Regions from separate parts of the Mus musculus genome. Here region 2 is linked to region 1. The links are chromatin contacts, called in public Hi-C maps. All regions are on one chromosome and are shown on one strand. Each heading gives the region's core, a stretch centred on a gene start, on an enhancer-like site or on the middle of the called end of the contact. The rest is flanking DNA. Distances are from core to core; before and after follow the strand shown. Region 1 has its middle 100 kb from the start of 4930461C15Rik. Region 2 overlaps Dcbld2 (discoidin, CUB and LCCL domain containing 2).

The links. A called contact is a pair of places that touch in the nucleus more often than the background predicts.
Region 2: a contact with region 1 is called in a Hi-C map of uterus, with 3 times the contacts expected there. The contact joins two enhancer-like sites. A contact is called at or near these places in 17 of 484 Hi-C or Micro-C datasets (the 3T3-L1 cell line, the N1E-115 cell line, adipose-derived mesenchymal stem cells and 8 more) and 3 of 115 datasets of contacts at active chromatin or transcription factors (fibro-adipogenic progenitors, heart atrium and stem cell-derived neural progenitor cells).

The regions. Positions count from the first base shown.
Region 1 is chr16:58,302,341-58,305,030 of GRCm38.p6, reverse strand. No RefSeq gene overlaps it. Among named protein-coding and RNA genes, the nearest start is that of 4930461C15Rik, 100 kb to the left of the region's middle. Within about 2 kb of position 1,375, at least 29 of the 459 cell types and tissues checked have an H3K27ac peak or open chromatin away from gene starts, as enhancers often do. A contact at or near this core is called in beige adipocytes, heart atrium and uterus, where this site is marked.
Region 2 is chr16:58,420,828-58,423,517 of GRCm38.p6, reverse strand. All of the region lies in intron 1 of Dcbld2 (discoidin, CUB and LCCL domain containing 2), which reads right to left. Among named protein-coding and RNA genes, the nearest start is that of Dcbld2, 14 kb to the right of the region's middle. Within about 2 kb of position 1,382, at least 53 of the 459 cell types and tissues checked have an H3K27ac peak or open chromatin away from gene starts, as enhancers often do. A contact at or near this core is called in beige adipocytes, heart atrium and uterus, where this site is marked.

The DNA.
Region 1 (2,690 bases), core at 126-2,625:
GAGTATTAAATCAAAGCATGCATGTCACCAGTCTTCCCCCAAATATTAGAATTTCTGGTTCCTATAGTTTTGAGCAGAAGGGAACCTGAAACCTGGAGTTTTTCAGTCTGTAGAAGCACGCACAGTAGGTAAGAACAACTAGAGACCGCCCCACCTAGGGATCCATCCCATCTTCAGACACCAAACCCAGACACTATTGATGATACCAAGAAGCCTGTTAATAGCTGTCCCCTGTGAGGCTCTGCCAGAGCCTGACCAATACAGATGCAGATGTACACAGCTAGATGACTGAGCTCAGGGACCCAAATAGAGGAATTAGGGCAAGAATTGTAGGAGCTGAAGGGATTTGTAACCCCACAAGAAGAACAACAATATCAACCAACCAGACACCCCCCCCCCCAAAAAAAAATCTCCCAGGAACTAAATCACCAACCAAAGAGTACACATGGAAGGACCCATGGCTTCAGCTGGATATGTAGAAGAGGATGGCTTTAGTGGTGGGCATCACAGGGAGGAGAGCCCCTTGGTCCTGTGGAGGCTCAGTGACCCAGGGTAGGGGAATGCTAGGGCACTGAGTCAAGAGTGTGTGGGGGAGCACCCTCATAGAGGCAGGGGGAGGGGGAGGGGATGGGGGCTTGTAGAGGGAAAATGAGGAAGGGGAATAACATCTGAATGTAAATTAAAAAAAAAACAATGAGAAAGTGAAAAAAAGGAAAAAAAAAAGAAGTAGGAAGTTTTGGGGTGGCCTTCAACACATTCCCGGACATGGGTGAGTTTAGTGTTTATTGTGAACTCTTTGATACCATGGCATCAGCTAAAAAAATGTAGCTCCAGAGCATGTCATACCATAAACAAAACAAGACACAACACCCAAAAATACCAACCCCCCCCCCCCCCCGCAAACCTCTAAGCAATTAATGCGTTCGTTTGGTAAGCTTCCTTGATTTGATTAGGCCTACAATAGTATCCTAGGGAACCGATTATAGTGAATTTGAGTTCTCATATCTCACGTCTTCTCCTGGAAAATTAGTAAAAGCAGCATTTTTCAAAAACACTCATCTCTTATCTTTTGTTATTGTAAAATGCAAAACATATTTTTCTAGTCTTACTGGGAGATGCCAAAGGGCCCGCCCTGACTCCCTGGCTTCTCACTGTTCCTTCTTTAATTGCTTTTACATCATGAAGTCTGAGCGCTTGTACTTAACACAGCCCGGTGAACTCAACTAGGCTGAAGGACCTCGGCTTTAAAATTTTCAGTCTGTGAAGGATTTTTTTTTTCTTCTTCTTCTGTTTCACAAGCCTAAAGGGTCAAAGGTCAAACCTTTTCAGCTGCAGATGAGGTCATGCTTGCTGACGGACTGCAGCTGATCACAATAAAAACAGGGTCTCCCATGTGACCAGTCCTCCCCATTGAGGAACAGTGATGTCATCTCTGCTGAGACAGGATGAGACATGTTTAAAACTTGTTTTAAAACACATAAATTTTTCTTCTGATTTCACCACGTTTTTTTTCATGTGTTTTAAGACAAGGATTCATTTGATTATCATCTCAAATGAAAAAAAAATGATAGATAACATAGATGGAGCTTACATCTTGCATGGCGTCGTTCATCTCTATTAAGCTGAGCTCTGTGAAATCAGCATTCTAGTTGGCCAAAAGATTACATACATTCTATCAAGGAGTGGGAGGGAGACCATGAGTCTCCACCCCAACTGAGGAGCTGTGGAGAGTAACGGCTTCTGGGGGAGGAGGAATTAGTTTTCTTTATGGGTTAGGCTCCTGGTAGGTTTTTCACTCTCCAGTGAATTCTCTAGCAGTATAGACAACACAAATTGAACTTGATAGGCTTTTTACTCAGGTCTTATTTAGGAATATATATGTGTATTCCTAAATAAATATATATTACATGTGTAATATATTATAATATATATTAATGTATTATGTTATTATATAATTATATTAATATATGTATGCATATGTGTGTATATACAAATACATATATGTACGTAATAACAATTAAAGAAAAAAGAGGCCTTGAATTTGAAGAGCTGGCAGGGGTATATGGGAAGGTTTGGAGGTTAAAAAGGGAAAGGAGAAATGTAATTAAATTGTAGTCTTAAACAAAAAGCCATGGAATTGTGGAGGTACAGAATACTATTACATATTGTCAGTCTCATAGTCCAAAGACCCTTGCATCTGGGAACATTCAATGTCTTTCTGTCTTGAGAGATGGCTCAATGGTTAAGAGCACTGGCGGTTCTTCCAGAGGTCCTGAGTTCAATTCCCAGTTCCCACATGGCAGCTCACAGCCATCAATAATGGGATCTGATGCCGTCTTTTGCTATGCAGACAGACATGCACACAGTGCACCCCCCCCACACACACATTACATTAAATAGTGCATATAATACATTAGATAAATAAGTCTTTTTAAAAAATCTTTCATGAGTTCCAGACCCAGAAGGACCTTAGTTTAATTTCTACCTGTGCCATTTGTCATCTGAGTGATACTAATTTTTTTTTGGATAAGTTATGAAACTTATGAAAACTCGGTTATGAAAACTAAAGATCGTAGCGTGATCACCTCGAGCTCTGTGTCACAAATGTAAAATTTTTGCTCGTGAGTGGTGTTCAGGGAAACAAGTCTTTGCATGTTTAATAAAGATGCCATTATCTTCTGAGTATTTTC
Region 2 (2,690 bases), core at 133-2,632, 120 kb before region 1:
TAAACGTTACAACAGCTTAGTAGTATAGGGCTGGTAAGAGGTGGGGCAAGGAAGTATGCAGTCACTGACAGCAATAGAGTAACTTCAATTTACCAAAAGGCAGTTTCATGTCCACAATGCAGCAACAGTCCCCACGCAGCCCTTGACGGTCCTGAAGCAGCAGTGGCTTCGGCTGGGGTTTTACTCTCTGACCCACGTTAGTACTACATGCTGCTCTACTTTTGAGTTGGATACTATAAATTCTGCTTTCTGAACAAACACTTCTCATATAAAGTTTAGCTTTCAGTCAACACTATACTTTATTTCCGACCCCTGATTTCATTCATGCACGAGAACTAGGCATAGTGGGTTAATAATATAAAAAATATGGAGAGAATGAAGTAAATGTGGGTGTGAAATACACCCACTGATTTTACAGTAAAACAGGCTCTTACATAATAAAAAAATACCATTTCCTTCCAAAGCTACCATAAAATTCCCTCTCGCTGCCTCTCTCTGTCCCTCTTGGATCTAACCTAGAGTAAAATCATAAGGCTATAAAAACCTCCAGTGTGAAAATAAGCAACTGAAATACAAGTCCCTTTTCAACAATCATTAACATTTTCCCTTCCAGAGGCAAAAACAACTACCCTAAAATAGTATCTAACATTTGAAACTAGCTTGTGATTCCTAGAAGTGTTCCAATATTTAAGAAACAATTCTTTGATAGATAATTAAACATTTCAGATTATGCTATTTTTGATATGCAGAACCTTGGAAGTGTAATGGAATTCTCAAAGTCACAGGTCACCTGCTGACAACTCACACGTGACTGCAACACACCTCACGCCACTCACATGTGACTGCGACACACCTCACGCCACTCACATGTGACTGTGACACACCTCACGCCACTCACATGTGACTGCGACACACCTCACGCCACTCACATGTGACTGCGACACACCTCACACCACTCACATGTGACTGTGACACACCTCACGCCACTCACATGTGACTGCGACACACCTCACGCCACTCACATGTGACTGCGACATACCTCACGCCACTCACATGTGACTCACATGTGACCTCACGATTCCTCTGCAGACATCAGTCAACTTGAGATTGTTATTTTAAAATCAATGTTACCAAAGAGGACAACTTTCAGTAAAGTATAGAAACTGTTTCTAGTTTTCGCCACCATTAACAATGGTTTAAAGTTAACAAAATACCTAATAATTGATGGAAACAGGCCTTCCACATGCGTGGTGAGGATGAAAGCAATTAAAACAGAGCTGACTTTTTTCAAACTCTTGTGTCGGGGGAGGGAGGGCATAGCCAACGAGTCTACAGCAGCGTGCCAAGAATGCTCTAAAATATGCGCTGGAGCTCAGCGCTCCCTCCTCTCCAGGCAGATGATGTGCACCAGAAGCCCCAGTTAAAAGGATGTCTCCAGTCTGCTGCAGTGAACATTCTCGAATGTTTTACATTTCAAGGAGTGATAAATAACCCAACTAGACAGAATTTGCCATCACCTATGTGTCCAAACAGCTCAGTTCGAAGGGGTCACCAGGCACAGTACCCATATCTACTAGGCCAGCAGCTATCTGTTTTCCTGTTGCCTTCAATGAAGAAATACATTTATATTGTGACATGCTGGCACACAGACTCCTGACCTGCTAAACGATCTTTGACCTACTCTGTGGGTCACAACCCCCTCAGAGCTGAATAACCCCTTCACAGGGGTCACCTAAGACCATCGGAAATACTAGATATTTATGTTATGATTCAGAACAGTAGCAACATTGCAGTTATGAAATAGCAACAAAAATAATTTTATGGTTGGGGGGAATTGCTACAACAGGAGAAACTGTATTAAAAGGTCCCAGCATTAGGAAGGTTGAGGACCACTACTGAAAGGTCCACACCTGCAGAGTGGAAAACGCTTCCCACCACTGAAAGGCCCCGTGTTAAATTCAAGACAAGGAAAAACCAGGTCCTTGCTTTCACTTCAGAAGAAGCAATGATTTCCTGATTATTTTTATGAGTGTTAAAACTAAAGTAAAAACATTTAAAAGTGGAACCAAGCCCTAGACAATTATCAAAGCCATCTAACTTGCTGCCAGCAGCAGAGGGTCCCAGGCAGCACAGCCTGTTTTCAGTCATCTCTAATGGAGGCAGAGGGCTGTTCCAGACAGCTGAGGCAGAGGCTGGAGTGCTACCCAAGCCTCTCAGCATGGACCAGAGAATGAATGGCCTGAAGTGTGAGTAGACTGAGATTCAAGAGTATGACTTAGGACCAAGGCTAGAAAACCAGTGTCTTAGTTCCTCGATGGGCTTATCTGGCCAAAGGACAGTGTGGCTCAACTCACTCAGGGTACAGCTAGCGTGTGGAGAGTCCTATCTCCCACTTCTCAGTATCTGAAGCAAGTGAACCCTTTGTTTTTAATGATGTACTGTCCCCAGGTTTGGAGACTAGTGTATTCTGATAGCAGTGGTGTTCTGTGCCTAGGACACACTACCCTCTCTTACTCATGTTTGCGTACATGACAGAACGGATGAGGTATAAGTACCACCACAGAAAGATAACCAGACAACACTCTCAACCCTACAGCACTACAATTTGGGCAAACTCCACCATCAACGCCATCACCACCAACTTCCTTCTCCTTCCCTGATGGTCTCCTCGAGACTATAACTGACCAGAA